Linked DNA regions of Zea mays: region 1 is linked to region 2. A link is a contact called in public Hi-C data. All regions are on one chromosome and are shown on one strand. Each heading gives the region's core, a stretch centred on a gene start, on an enhancer-like site or on the middle of the called end of the contact. The rest is flanking DNA. Distances are from core to core; before and after follow the strand shown. Region 1 overlaps LOC100279235 (putative protein kinase superfamily protein). Region 2 holds the start of LOC103649951 (GPI ethanolamine phosphate transferase 3).

What was found. A called contact is a pair of places that touch in the nucleus more often than the background predicts.
Region 1: a contact with region 2 is called in a Hi-C map of leaf, with 4 times the contacts expected there. The contact joins the enhancer-like site here to the promoter of LOC103649951 in region 2. A contact is called at or near these places in 4 of 25 Hi-C or Micro-C datasets (ear, endosperm, leaf and 1 more).

The regions. Positions count from the first base shown.
Region 1 is chr3:35,672,681-35,678,917 of Zm-B73-REFERENCE-NAM-5.0, reverse strand. It overlaps LOC100279235 (putative protein kinase superfamily protein), which reads left to right. Exons shown (of 8, transcript NM_001152256.1): 4 at 1,819-2,031; 5 at 2,656-3,027; 6 at 3,353-3,596; 7 at 3,694-3,841; 8 at 4,130-4,756. The coding sequence ends at 4,504. Among protein-coding and RNA genes, the nearest start is that of LOC100279235, 5.7 kb to the left of the region's middle. Within about 2 kb of position 4,862, at least 15 of the 20 cell types and tissues checked have an H3K27ac peak or open chromatin away from gene starts, as enhancers often do. A contact at or near this core is called in ear, leaf and tassel, where this site is marked.
Region 2 is chr3:35,599,027-35,606,195 of Zm-B73-REFERENCE-NAM-5.0, reverse strand. LOC103649951 (GPI ethanolamine phosphate transferase 3) reads left to right here and starts at 1,342. Exons shown (of 22, transcript XR_563819.4): 1 at 1,342-1,737; 2 at 1,824-1,858; 3 at 1,943-2,064; 4 at 2,182-2,271; 5 at 2,389-2,508; 6 at 2,611-2,694; 7 at 2,784-2,861; 8 at 3,000-3,125; 9 at 3,190-3,279.

The sequences.
Region 1 (6,237 bases), core at 3,613-6,112, 69 kb before region 2:
TGAAGAATTTCTGAGATGCATGATATTATGAGGTATATGTTCTTTGTTATGGAAATTTGGACCTTTCAATTGACATATATCAAACTGGTTCATAGCTATAGAAAAGAATGAGACACCAATCATTGTTCTTAGGGCCGTTGCCTCGGCGATGGTGGCCGACGCCTTGCCAAAACAGGGGAGGAGAGGGAGGGATGAGAGACCATGGAGGAGAAAGGAAGAGCAGGAGCTCGGGCGTATGGGTCATTGATGTGCCTATGAGGAGAAAGGAAACATTACGAAGGAAGAGCAGGAGATTAGGCCTCTGCTTTCTATTATTTTCTTCGGCTCCGGAGTTCACTCTGCCTGCTATGCTAGCGCTGGATCCAGTGTGTTGGGGACGCAGATCTATCCGTGCTCAACTGTGATGGTGACAATCTGGAAGGGAAAGGTGTTGGTGCTCCATTTGAGCAGGGGAAAGTGGATGATTCATTGCCAGCGGAGGTGCATTGGAGCAGCAGGGTTCATCAGACTGGTGGTGGCATCAGCATCGTGGACTAGAGAGGTGGCACTGATGTGAGAGCCGAGAGTTCAGGGACCGAGGGTATGTGAGGTGGGAGGGGAGGGGGTTTTTTATGGGCCGTTAACTTGGATTGGGCTTTAGTAGGCTATGTGGGCTCACTGCTTCTTATGTGTATAGGTCATTAATGTGTCTATTTTTCATTTTTTTTCTCTGATATATGGGAATATGGTGGCTGCCTTGACCACCTTACCGACTCACCTTAAGTTCCTAGGCGATAAGATGGTGGTGGCAACCCACATGTCACCTCATTGCCTTAAGAACCATGCCACCAATCTACCGTATTGATCCCCTACCTACCAAGCTCTTTCTTACGAAGAGTTAAAAATGGTCATTAAGTCAGAACAGTATGGAACGATGGTATTCAATTTTCTCTTCCTTTCTAAAGTTATATTTTGTGCGCTTGTCGCTGGCTTGCTTTTTCCTGCTTATAACTAAATATCACCCCCTCCCACATTTTAGTTGCACCTTAATGTTTTACCCAATTTTCTTGGATACATGTATTATGCCTTTAAACTTAAGAGTATTCAATGACCCTGGTATAAGTTGTAAGGAAAGTTTTTTTTGTTCAAAAAGTTTAGAGGCATGCCTGTTTTACATTTTATCACAGTATTATTTCTCTTCGATGAACACTGGATGTGCTCCCTTGATGGTATGATACAAAATTGAATATCAAAGACATGATGATTCTTACATAGTATAAAAACTATTAACTTCACAAAACATAACTATTTGTGCCTAACTGCCAACTTATGGAATCAGTTTCATTTTTTTACTTGCACCACCACTTTCACAAAGGGCAGACACAGTGCCAGAGGCTCTCACATATGTGGAGTGTGGGAAAGGGATAAGCCGAGACAAGCCTTCCCCCTGCAAATATGGAGAGGCTGCTTCGATCTTGTGATCTGGTGACTTAGTGGGATAGCTCTCACCACTGCAGCTGGCCTGCCTTTCGCACCACCACTTTCACAGCCTACAAAATTTTGTATGGACCCACTTGTTAGCCAACAGCGCACTAGTGTTATGGGTGGGTATGGCCATGTGGCTCTGTGTGGCTGGCATGTGGGTCCAAGCAAAATGTTGCAGGTTTGTGAAACTAAGGCGCAAATTGATATCAGAAATTGTAGTTCCTTGATAGTTAGATGTAGGTACCCCACTTTTGTGAAACCAAATGACAATAAGTGGCCTTTTTTTATGTGTCATGGTATCTTGATTTTTAAAAACGTTACTGTTCTTAATATTGCTATCTGTATCATTGGCAGCTCCAGCATTCACAATGGCACCTAGGGCCTCTCCATCTACAGCATCTACCTTTCCAAGACAGAGTGAGGGTCCAAGCAAAAATAGACATGCAAGCCTGATCACAGTGGTTATTATATGTGTTGGTTCTCTAATTGGAGTCTTGCTGATTGTTTTAACAATATGCTTCTGCACATTTAGGAAAGGGAAAAAGAGAGTGCCTCATGTTGAAACTCGTATGTATCTTACTATCTACTATTCAACTATGTTCTATTTTCTTGAGACCAATACACACTTGTGTTTATTGACATTATGGTGATTCGATGGTTTGTCATTTTTATAGAAAAAAAACATGTAAAATGCAATGTTTGCAAAATGTTGCTGTGAACTATGTAGCTCCTATTTCATTAAAGCACTGCATATAACTGTCCAAACTCCAAACTATATAACATAAGGTAAATTGTGATTATGCTTTGCAGTTTGCACTAAGGCATTTGTGGGCTTTTGTAATGTGTGGTATACTTTATTTTTGCCATCCAGTAAGTTAATGAATTTGCACTAAGCATTCAAATGATTGTCATGATAAAAGAAATGCATCTTGAATACTTTACAGGCTTTTGGAATATAATAATGCAATTCTGACTGTAGTCTTTCAAAGATTAAAAGCAGTGTCAAAAGTATTTTCTGATGATGGGCTATTCAAGATCCCAGCCTCTGCACTCTAGTACTGACGTTAGTGGAGATGGACGTTGTATCCAAGTTCATAGTCAACCTGAAACAAAACCAAGTTGTTTAGGTTCTTTCCTGGTATTTTGAAAAACACATTTATCGCATGTTTAACCTCATAATTCTTTATACAGCCAAGCAAAGGACAGCAGATGCAGTTTCTACAGTGGAGTCCCTTCCTCGCCCCACCAGCACAAGGTTCCTTTCATACGAAGAACTGAAAGTGGCAACAAATAACTTCGAGCCTTCAAGTGTGCTTGGAGAAGGTGGTTTTGGCCGTGTCTTCAAGGGGGTACTGGGTGATGGCACTGCTGTCGCTATAAAGAAGCTTACTAACGGAGGGCACCAAGGAGATAAGGAGTTTTTAGTTGAAGTGGAAATGCTGAGCAGGTTGCACCACCGGAATCTTGTGAAACTGATTGGTTATTACAGCAGCCGTGAATCATCACAGAACCTTCTTTGTTATGAGCTTGTTCCCAATGGAAGCCTAGAGGCTTGGCTTCATGGTACGATCTATTGCATCTTCTCTTACCAAATCCTCTGTGCATAGGCCCCATTTTATTTGCACCTGAACCTACTATTTCAGTTTGTTTGGACCATGTAACTTCTAGAAATAAGAAACATAATTCCGGGTTACGTCCTGCGCGCCACCCTCCGGCTGGGCTGTTGCAGAGTGGGCGGTGACGGCCCGCTAGTGATGGGGGGCCAGTGTTCGGGGGTTTTCTCGGCCAGGACCATGTTTCGGTCTCTTCTTAATATAATACTGGGAGGGCGGTCTTTCCCTCTCCGGCGAGTTTTCTATAATTCTGACCTTACACTGCATTTTATCAGGTACACAAGGTGCTAGCCGCCCCTTGGACTGGGACGCCAGGATGAGGATAGCACTTGATGCTGCCAGGGGATTAGCATACCTCCATGAGGATTCGCAGCCTTGCGTAATCCACAGGGATTTCAAAGCATCTAATATATTGCTTGAGAATGATTTCCATGCTAAAGTGTCCGATTTTGGTCTGGCAAAACAGGCGCCGGAAGGTCGGACGAACTATCTTTCTACTCGTGTTATGGGAACTTTCGGGTAATCTGAATGTCCTTTTACATTTAGCCATGGGTCCATGGCCCAGCAATTTATTTTCTGAATTTACCTTCACCTTGTACTTCTGGCCTTTTTGCAGGTATGTTGCACCGGAGTACGCCATGACAGGACACTTGCTTGTAAAAAGTGATGTATATAGCTATGGAGTTGTTCTACTTGAACTACTAACTGGGAGGAGGCCCGTTGATATGTCACAGCCCTCTGGGCAGGAAAACCTAGTGACTTGGGTAACACTTCTTTCTTTTAGGAGTATACTATCTTCAGTTCCTGTGTGATTTTACAGCTAAATTGGAATATTTTAACGTGATGACTCTCAGACACTCTGGATTGTGTGTGCATACGTTGTTTTTATGTATGTGTGGGCAGCTGACAACTGGAATTTAAATCTGAAATTGCTCGTATATATATATATATATATATATATATATATATATATGATTATTTGTCCCTTCGTGGTGTGGTGCATGAAGAGGTGATATCACACTCAAGACATTCTTTTGCTCTGTTGGCTGCAGGCACGGCCAATTCTCCGAGACCAAGATAGATTAGGAGAGCTAGCTGATCCCAGGCTTGGCGGCCAGTACCCGAAAGATGATTTTGTGCGGGTGTGCACAATCGCAGCAGCCTGCGTTTCGCCAGAGGCGAACCAGAGGCCAACAATGGGCGAGGTGGTGCAGTCACTCAAGATGGTGCAGCGCTCTGTGGAGTTCCAGGAATCTGTGCCAACACCTCCCGCTCGCCCCAACGTCCGGCAATCGTCGACGACCTATGAGTCTGATGGCACCTCGTCCATGTTCTCTTCGGGCCCCTTCTCAGGCCTCAGCCCCTTCGAGACCGAAACCATTCCAAGGACTGCGGTTTTCTCAGAAGATCTCCATGAAGGTCGATGACTGGTGGGGGGTGGCTGCCTTGCCATCGCCGAGCCGAGCCGTTTCTCTAGAGCCTGTAGCCATGTAGTCAAGCATTCAAAGGCTGGTGGTCCAATTGGCCTGGCCAGCCATTGGGAGGAAAGGGGTACCTGTAAATTCCATTTTTCTGCGCCGTCTCAAAAGACTACTACTAGATTATTACAACCCACAAGGACGTTCTCTGGCTTTGTATGGAAGAAATGGTTTTGTTCGAAGTTGCTGCTGTCCTCAGTCCATAGCTCCTGAATTACGCAGACAGACAGTCCTAACTCCTACATGCAGCCAAACGCCCGTTGTGTGGGTGGACATGTTTGTAGGGTTTCTCAGCTGCATGCCCCTACTGGCCTCCAACCGCGTTCTCCCGCGGTCAAGCACCCTCACGGTCTCACCTCCGAGACCTTTCTCTCTCTTCCCCTTTCACCAATCGCTGTCACCCATGCAATGCATCTTCTCTTCCGTCACCATAGGCCGCCGGACTGCCTAGCTCCCTCCCAATCTCTCGGCGCATGGCTGGCAGAGCTCGGGGCCCATTCCTGGTGCTGCTACTCGTCGCCGGCGTCGCTGCCACCGCAGAGTCCAAGGTGTACGCTCCGGCGGACCGGGTGTTGCTCAACTGTGGGTCGACGACGGACGGCCTGGACGCGGACGGCCGGAGGTGGGTGGCTGACACGAACGACAACACGTGGCTGGCCGACTCCGGCAAGTCGTCCCTGATGATGGCGGCCGACAAGGTGGACACTGGGCTGCCGTCCACCATCCCCTACATGACGGCGCGTGTGTTCACCGTGGAGGCCGTGTACAACTTCACCGTGAACCCACGGGACCGCCACTGGGTGCGCCTCCACTTCTACCCGTCCTCCTACAGCGGGCTCTCCGCCGCCGGCTTCCACTTCTCCGTGTCCACGTCCACCGGCATCACGCTACTCCGCAACTTCAGCGCGTACACCTACGCAAAGGCGCTGAGCCAGGCGTACATCATCCGGGAGTTCTCCTTCCCGCCTACGCCCGCGGGGTTCCTCACCCTCACCTTCACGCCAACGCCCATGGGCAACGAGACCTACGCCTACGTCAATGGCATCGAGGTGATCTCCATGCCCGACATCTTCGTCGACCCGGCGATCATGGTCGGCTTCGCGGACCAGACCGTAGACATCGCCAGCTCCACGCTCCAGACCATGTACCGGTTGAATGTCGGCGGCTCGTACATCCCGCCGTCCAACGACTCCGGCCTCACCCGGCACTGGTACGACGACACGCCATACGTGTACGGCGCGACGCAGGGCGTCACCTACAGGGCCGGCCCGCATTTCCAGATCAAGTACCCCAGCGAGATCGCCGAGTACGCCGCGCCGCCGGAGGTGTACCTGGGCACCCGATCCATGGGCTCCGACCCTCGCCTGAACCAGAACTACAACCTCACCTGGACCATGGCGGTGGACGGCAACTTCACCTACGTCGCGCGCCTCCACTTCTGCGAGCTGCTGCTCAGCCGGGCCAACCAGCGGGCGTTCGACATCTACGTCAACAACAAGACGGCGCAGGCCGACGCCGACGTGATCGGGATGACGTCGGAGAAGGGCGTGCCCATATACAAGGACTACGCGGTGTACGTGGCCGACGACCCTGATGGCCAGGCCATGTGGGTGGCGCTGCACCCGTCCGTAGCGCTCCGGCCGCAGTTCTACGACGCCATCCTCAACGGCCTCGAGATCTTC
Region 2 (7,169 bases), core at 93-2,592:
ATCCACTCCAGTCCAAGATTACCCAAACAAGCCCTTAGCAGTGTTGTGCCTGTGGCATCAGTTTTTGCATCTGGAACTGCAGAGTTCTTGTCCATCGCTCAACAAGCGGATGTTGCAAATAAAGCCTTGCAAGACAACATCCAAAAACTTAGGGAGACTCACAAGACAACAGTCAGTGCTTTAGTTAAGACCGACACACATCTTAATGAAGCTCTTTCAGAGATATCAAGCCTCGAGATCCAATGGTTTCAGGTAAACATTTGGTCCACCAGAAAACACAATAAATATATATTACCATTATATGTCTGTTCGTTTGTAGTAAAATTCATGCTTAAATGTTGTAGCAGAATAGACCACATATCCCAGGAGTATGCAACAAACCTAGTATAGTCCGCAGTATGTTAGTATCTTTGCTAAAGGGGCGCCATTTAAGAAGCTATTCTTGTTAGTATCTCTATAATTCATGAAGCTCTTCCTGTTAGTATCTCTGCACGTAACATGCTTCACTGAGCATCCGACACATCACACTCTGCACTTTTAACTATTTGCGCACTTATCAGTTGACCTCACAAACACAACCATGTAGAGCTGTACACTATGAAGCTATTCAAATTTTGTCATATTGTATCTTTTAAGATATGTAAACATTCACTTTTAGTGATGCTAACAAAAGAATAGAACATCAATTAGTGTTTTCATTTAGGTCCCGTTTGTTTCCTTTCATTTCGAGAAATTGGAATCTTACTAATAGAATAGACTATTTTTTTAGAATGTGACATTCCACCACTTTCCAGAGTTATTATATAAGCCTATCTCAAATTCATGTGGTGAGAGATGGAAATTGATTTTATAGATTTACATGTTATTTTTCCGATGCACAACTTATAGCACATTCTTTTACTTGCTTCGCTATAACATAAATGTAGTATATAACTATCTCTATCATATGATTTAGGATAATATACAAATATATTACTTATATAAATATATGAACTTAATTAGTTTTGTCTAAATTATAATTATTCAAACAGAATTCAATTCCAACGAAACAAACGAGCCCTTAATGTATTTCATCGTATTGATTCCGTAGTAACGCACGGGCATATACCTAGTATAATAATAAAATAGAACACATTTTCTAGATATTGGTTTTAATTCATGGGATTCAAACATGTCTTTAGTCTTTGTTTGGTACTCTAGTATTTATCCTAATTCATATGTGTTGAGATGATGTAAATCCACCTCAATACACGTGGATTGAGGTTAATTGTATCCAAACTAGCCCTTAAGCTGAAAATGGGCTTTTGGCTATGAAACGGCACAGATCAATGTGCAGCGGTTATTGGCCTATCTTTAAATTTCACTATCGGCAGCAGCCCGGGCTTAACAAGCGAAGGCCCACTTCGCGTCCACCCATCAGCTCTCGTCCTCTCACCGTCCTACGCTCTGCCGCCCGCCACCAGGCGCCAGATCGACACCGGAGGTGATGTCGCCGCCGGCGAGCCACCGCCGCCGTTCTCGGTTCCTTAGCTGGCCGCTGCTCTTCATCGCGATCCTCGCGATCCACTCGCTGGCAGTATACCTTTTTACCCGCGGCTTCCTCCTCACCCGCACCGAGCTGGACCTCCACAGCAGCCGCGACGACTTCTCGCCGCAGGGCAACGTCTCCCCCGGGTGCGACTCCTGGCCCCCGGCCGCCGTCGACCGCCTTGTCATTGTCGTCCTCGACGCGCTAAGGTGCGACAATTTGGATCCCTCATACTCCACGTACCGAGTCGTTTTTTTTTATAGCTGATGCGGTTTAGCAATTTGTTGCCTCGCAGATTTGATTTCGTGGCGCCGAGTACCTTTTTTGCAGGTGGTGACTCTGAGCGAAAAAATCGCTTCACTGTATGATTGTTACCGCTGCTAATATATTAACTAATCTCTGGATCTGCTGCAGAGAAGCAGCCGTGGATGGACAAGCTGCACGTTTTGCAGAAGCTTGCTGCCGACGAAAAGACCTCTTCAAGGATCTTCAAAGCTCTCGCTGATCCACCAACAACTAGCCTCCAGCGCCTTAAGGTGATCCTAACATTCAAATCGTATCATTATATAATTTTTTCTCCTAGAAATATTGTAATGTGATCCAAAACGGTACTTCGTGGGCTTAACAGAATCCTTTTAAAACTCAATGCTCAGGCTCTCACCACGGGTGGACTCCCTACCTTTATTGATGTCGGCAATAGTTTTGGTGCTCCTGCAATAGTCGAAGATAATATAATGCATCAGGTTCATCTCATCCCACATTCAATTTTGTACCGACTAGGTCCAATTATTTCTCTACAGCTCATGCTGGTTTGCTAGCCATGATGATGTGATGTTTTCTGTTCCTTGGGGATCAACCAGTTGGCTAAAAATGGAAAGAGAGTTGTCATGATGGGGGATGATACATGGATACAACTGTACCCTGAACACTTCAACAAGTCATTCCCATACCCTTCCTTTAATGTTAAAGACCTTGACACAGTATGAGATTCTGTCAATCAAATCCTTGTTCTTGTTTTTTGATGAACCTCTTAGTTCTTTCTTTTAAGTTTGACTGAATTATCAATTATGGTTGTATGCCAGGTAGATAATGGTGTAATTGAGCACTTGCTTCCATCTCTTCACAAAAATGATTGGGATGTTCTTATTGCACATTTTCTTGGAGTGGTAAGTTATTGTGCATTCAATTTGGACTTACCTGCTATTTGTCATCCTTTTATCTTTAGCTGGAAACTTGTGAGATCAACTTTGTTTAGGACCATGCAGGACATATATTTGGTGTTGACTCAACCCCGATGATCCAGAAGTTGGAGCAATACAATCAGATCCTGGAGGTCAGTTGTCTCATGCATATACTATTCTTCTCTTCTTGTGCTTTTTAGGAGGCATTTAGCATTATCTTATCTATGCTCTCCACATTTATTTTCCAATCTTCTGAATGTTCTACAGTCCATTCTTATTTTCTTCTATAGGGTGTTATTGACACATTGAGAAGTCTATCCAAACCTGGTGGTACCCATGAGAATACTTTGCTTTTGGTAATGGGTGATCATGGTCAAACCCTGAATGGTGACCATGGAGGAGGGACTGCTGAAGAGGTGATCTTCTTTCTGTTTGGCTGTGAGTACATAGCAATCACATTTAATCTCGTGTGAATTGTAGGTTGAAACATCGCTGTTTGCATGGAGTCCAAGGACCCCACCAGATGCAGTCTTATCTGTTCTTGATGATAGTTCGTGCACTGTTAATCTGGTATATTTGTCAATCACATCTGCACCTTAATAGTAAATCATTTGCTCTTCTGATTTATGACAATAGAAGGATTGTTTGACGGGTTAAGATTATAAATAATTAGAACAAATTCAAATGAACTTGAAGTTGTATGTAGACAAGATTTGGGGGAAAAACGTCCTCTTCTATATGAATACATGATCAACAGATCTCCTGCTAAAAGTTGGAGAATGAAACCCTTAACCCTAACTAGGGTAGGGACTAGTATATATATTGATAGATGTTGGGCCTAGCCCATTATACAAGGGTGTGACAGTAATTACAAGGGACTGACCCCAAAACCCTAGGCGGTTACTCTAACATCCCCAGCAGTCGCAACTCTATCTTGTACAGATGTTGAGACTGGATTGAAAGTCGGCGAAGACACTCGACGACAGCCCCTTGGTGAAGATGTCGGCGAACTGCAGTGTGGTGGGGACGTTGAGAACCCAAATGTCACAGGCGGCGACCCACTCGCGGACAAAGTGCATGTCGATTTCCACGTGCTTCATGCGCTAATGCTGCACGAGATTGGTGGAGAGGTAGACCGCTGACGTTGTCGCAGTAGACGAGGCTGGCGCGCTGGAGGGGGCCGTGGAGCTCATGGAGAAGCTGACGCAGCCAGGAGGCCTCTGCCACGCCGTTGGCTACAACATGGTGCTCGACCTCCACGCTGGAGTGGGAGACGACGGGCTGCCGCTTGGCGGCCTAGGAGACGAGGTTGGCGTCCAATAACATGACATAACCGGAAGTGGATCAGCGCATGTCGGGACAACAAGCCCAGTCAGCGTCGGTGTAGACCACGAGCTCGGACATCGGGGAGGGTCGGAGTAGAAGGCCGTAGTCGAGGGAGCCGCAGAGGTAGCACAGGATCCGCTTGAGAGCGGTGAGATGGGGCTCCTGCGGGGTGTGCATATGCAGGCACACCTGCTGGACGGCGTAGGTGATGTCGGGCCTAGAGAATGTGAGGTACTGGAGCGCGTCGGTGAGACTCCGGTAAGACGTCACGTCAGTGACCAGGGGCCCGTCGTCCTCGGAGAGCTTCGCCTGAGTGTCGACGGGTGTGGAGCAAGGCTTGCAGTCGGACATGCCAGCCCGCTCTAGGATGTTGATGGCATACTGGCGCTGGTGGAGGAAGAGACCCTGAGGCTGGCGCTCGGTGGTGATGCCGAGAAAGTGGTGGAGGGCCCCAGGTCCTTCATCGTGAACTCCCGCTGAAGGGTGACGATCGTGCGCTGTAGGAGGTCGGCAGTGGATGCTGTGAGCACAATGTCGTCGACGTAGAGCAGGAGGTAGACGAGGTCGTCGCCGCGTCGGTAGATGAATAGGGAGGTGTCCGACTTGGCCTCGACGAAGTCGATGGAGGCCAAGTAGGAGGCGAAGTGACTGTACCATGCCCGCGGCGCCTGCTTGAGGCCGTACAGGGAGTGGTTCAGCCGACAGACTTATACAGTCTCCGTCAGAGTGCCGTGGAGGAAGGCATTCTTGACGTCGAGCTGATGGATCGCCCAGTCCCGGGAGAGGGCGAGGACTGCTCGAACGACGACGAACATGATGACGGGGCTGAAGGTCTCGTCGTAGTTCACTCCGGGGCGCTGGGTGAAGCCCCGAAGGACCCAACAGACCTTATAGAGGTCGAGGGAGCTATTCGAGGTCAGCTTGTGGCGAAAGAGCCGCTTGCCGCGGTGACCACGTTGGTGCCTGGAGGACACGACACCAGGTCCCAGGTGTGATTGGCCACCAGGACCGCGTACTCCTCTTGCATAGCACAACGCCAATGTGGGTCAGCGAGGGCGGTTCGGACGGAGGAGGGGACCAGGGAGGCGTACGGAGGAGTGGCGGTCGCATCAGCGACCAAAATCAGCCGCTCGACGGGGCGAAGAACGCCGGCAGCGCGCCGAGTCACCATCGTTTGGACATGCCTGGGGTCGCGGTGGATGGCCGCGGGTGTGGCCGGCTCGCGACGGTGATAGACGACGACGGGGTCAACAAAGCGAGCCGCGCTCGTCGATGGGCCCGAGTCCGTGGTTGCCAAGGTAGTGGCGTGCCCGCGACGGTGGTAGACGAGGGCGGTATTGGCGAAGTGAGTTGCGCTCGTCGACGGGGCCACGCGTGGTGCGGGAGGAGTCGACAGGGCCGCGCGTGGCGCAGGCGTGATCGACGGGGCCGCGTTTGTCGCGGGAAGAGGCGCGAGCGGAGGCGTCGGGGCCGTGCATTGCGCGGGTAGAAGCGTGAGCGGAGGCGTCGGAGCCGCGCGTGTCACATGTGGGGTCGACGGGGCCGTGCAAGGCACAGGAAGAGGCGCACACGGAGGCATCGAAGCTGCGCGTGGCGCGGGCAACGACGCAAGGCAGGGCGCCTAGGGTGGAGGGGGAACCCGATCAGACTCAAGGAGGGAGTCGAGATCGGTGGGTGGGGAGGAGCCAGTGAGGGAAAACACATATTCGTAAAAAACGACGTGACGAGAGATGAGTATGCAGTGGGTGGCGAGGTCAAGACAACGATACCCCTTGTGGTCCGAGGAGTAACCGAGGAAGATGCAGTGAGTGGAGCGAGGGGATAACTTATGGGGAGCGATAGCGGAAGTGTTGGGATAGCAGGCACAACCGAACACACGAAAGTGATCGTAGGAGGGGGCTATGCCATACAAGGCAAAATGGGGAGTGGGGTGGCTCACCGCCTTCGAGGGGAGGCGGTTGAGGAGGTGTGGCGGTGTGCAGGGCCTCTGCCTAGTAGCTGACAGGGAGAGACGCCTGGAAGAGAAGACAACGGATCATGTTGGTGGTGGTGCGAATGATGCGTTCTGAGGAGAGGTGTAGGGGCACAAGAGACGCCTTTGAACGCCATGGGTGAGGAAGAAGGAGCGAGAGTCGTTGTTATCGAACTCGCAACCATTATCACACTAGAGGGCACGACCGGGCGACAGAATTGGGTAGAGACCCGACTTAAGCCGAAGTGGAAAAGTCCATAGGAAATGGGAGAAGTCGTCTAGAATGACCAGGTAGTATTTGTAACCAGAGGCTGAGGACAGGGGAAGTCCAAAGATCACAGTGGACAAGATCAAAGGCTTGAGCAGCCCGGGACGTGGAAGTGGAAAAAGGAAGGCGAGTGTGACGACCGAGCTGACAAGCATGACAGAGGCGCTCAGATGAGCCTCGAGTATAGGCGATATCTGAGCGGCTGGAAAGCTGGGACATCACGTTAGGTCTAGGGTGCCCGAGACGACAATGCCAAACGACGGAGGTGGTGGTAGTAGCAAGAGCGAGGGGGAGGCTACGCTGGTGGGGGAAGTGGATGGCAAGTGAAGAGAGTAGAGGTGGCTAGGGCTGTCACAGCGAGCGAGCACGACACAAGTGAGAAGGTGGCGTATGGTTAGCCCCCAGGGATCAAACTCCATCGAACAGTGGTTGTCACTAGTGAAGCGACGAACCCAGAGAAGGGGATGAGTGAGACTGGGAGCAACAAGGATGTCGTTGAGGTGGAATGGTCCTGGAAGAACCGATGCACCTACTGAGGTGACCAGGAGAGTGGAATCATTGCCCACAACGATAGAGGGAGGATTTGGGGATGTGGTGGGTGGGAGTGGGATAACGAGCTAGTGGTGGGAGTGGTATGGAAGGAGGCTCTGGAGTCGACCACCCAGTCGGTGGGAGAGGGTTGTGAAGCCACGGGGTGTGCGGAAAAACCTAGGGGAGGAGCTTCAACAAAGGCTTGGGTAGGGGACGAAGACACAAAGGTCTCGATCGCTAGGGAGGCAATCATAGCTCGGGGAAAAACGAGTGGTCCATGCACATGGCGTCCCGCATGTGGGTGAAGCTCGACGCAATCACGAAGGAGAGGGCCCATGGCGTGATCGAAGGCCACGATGGTGC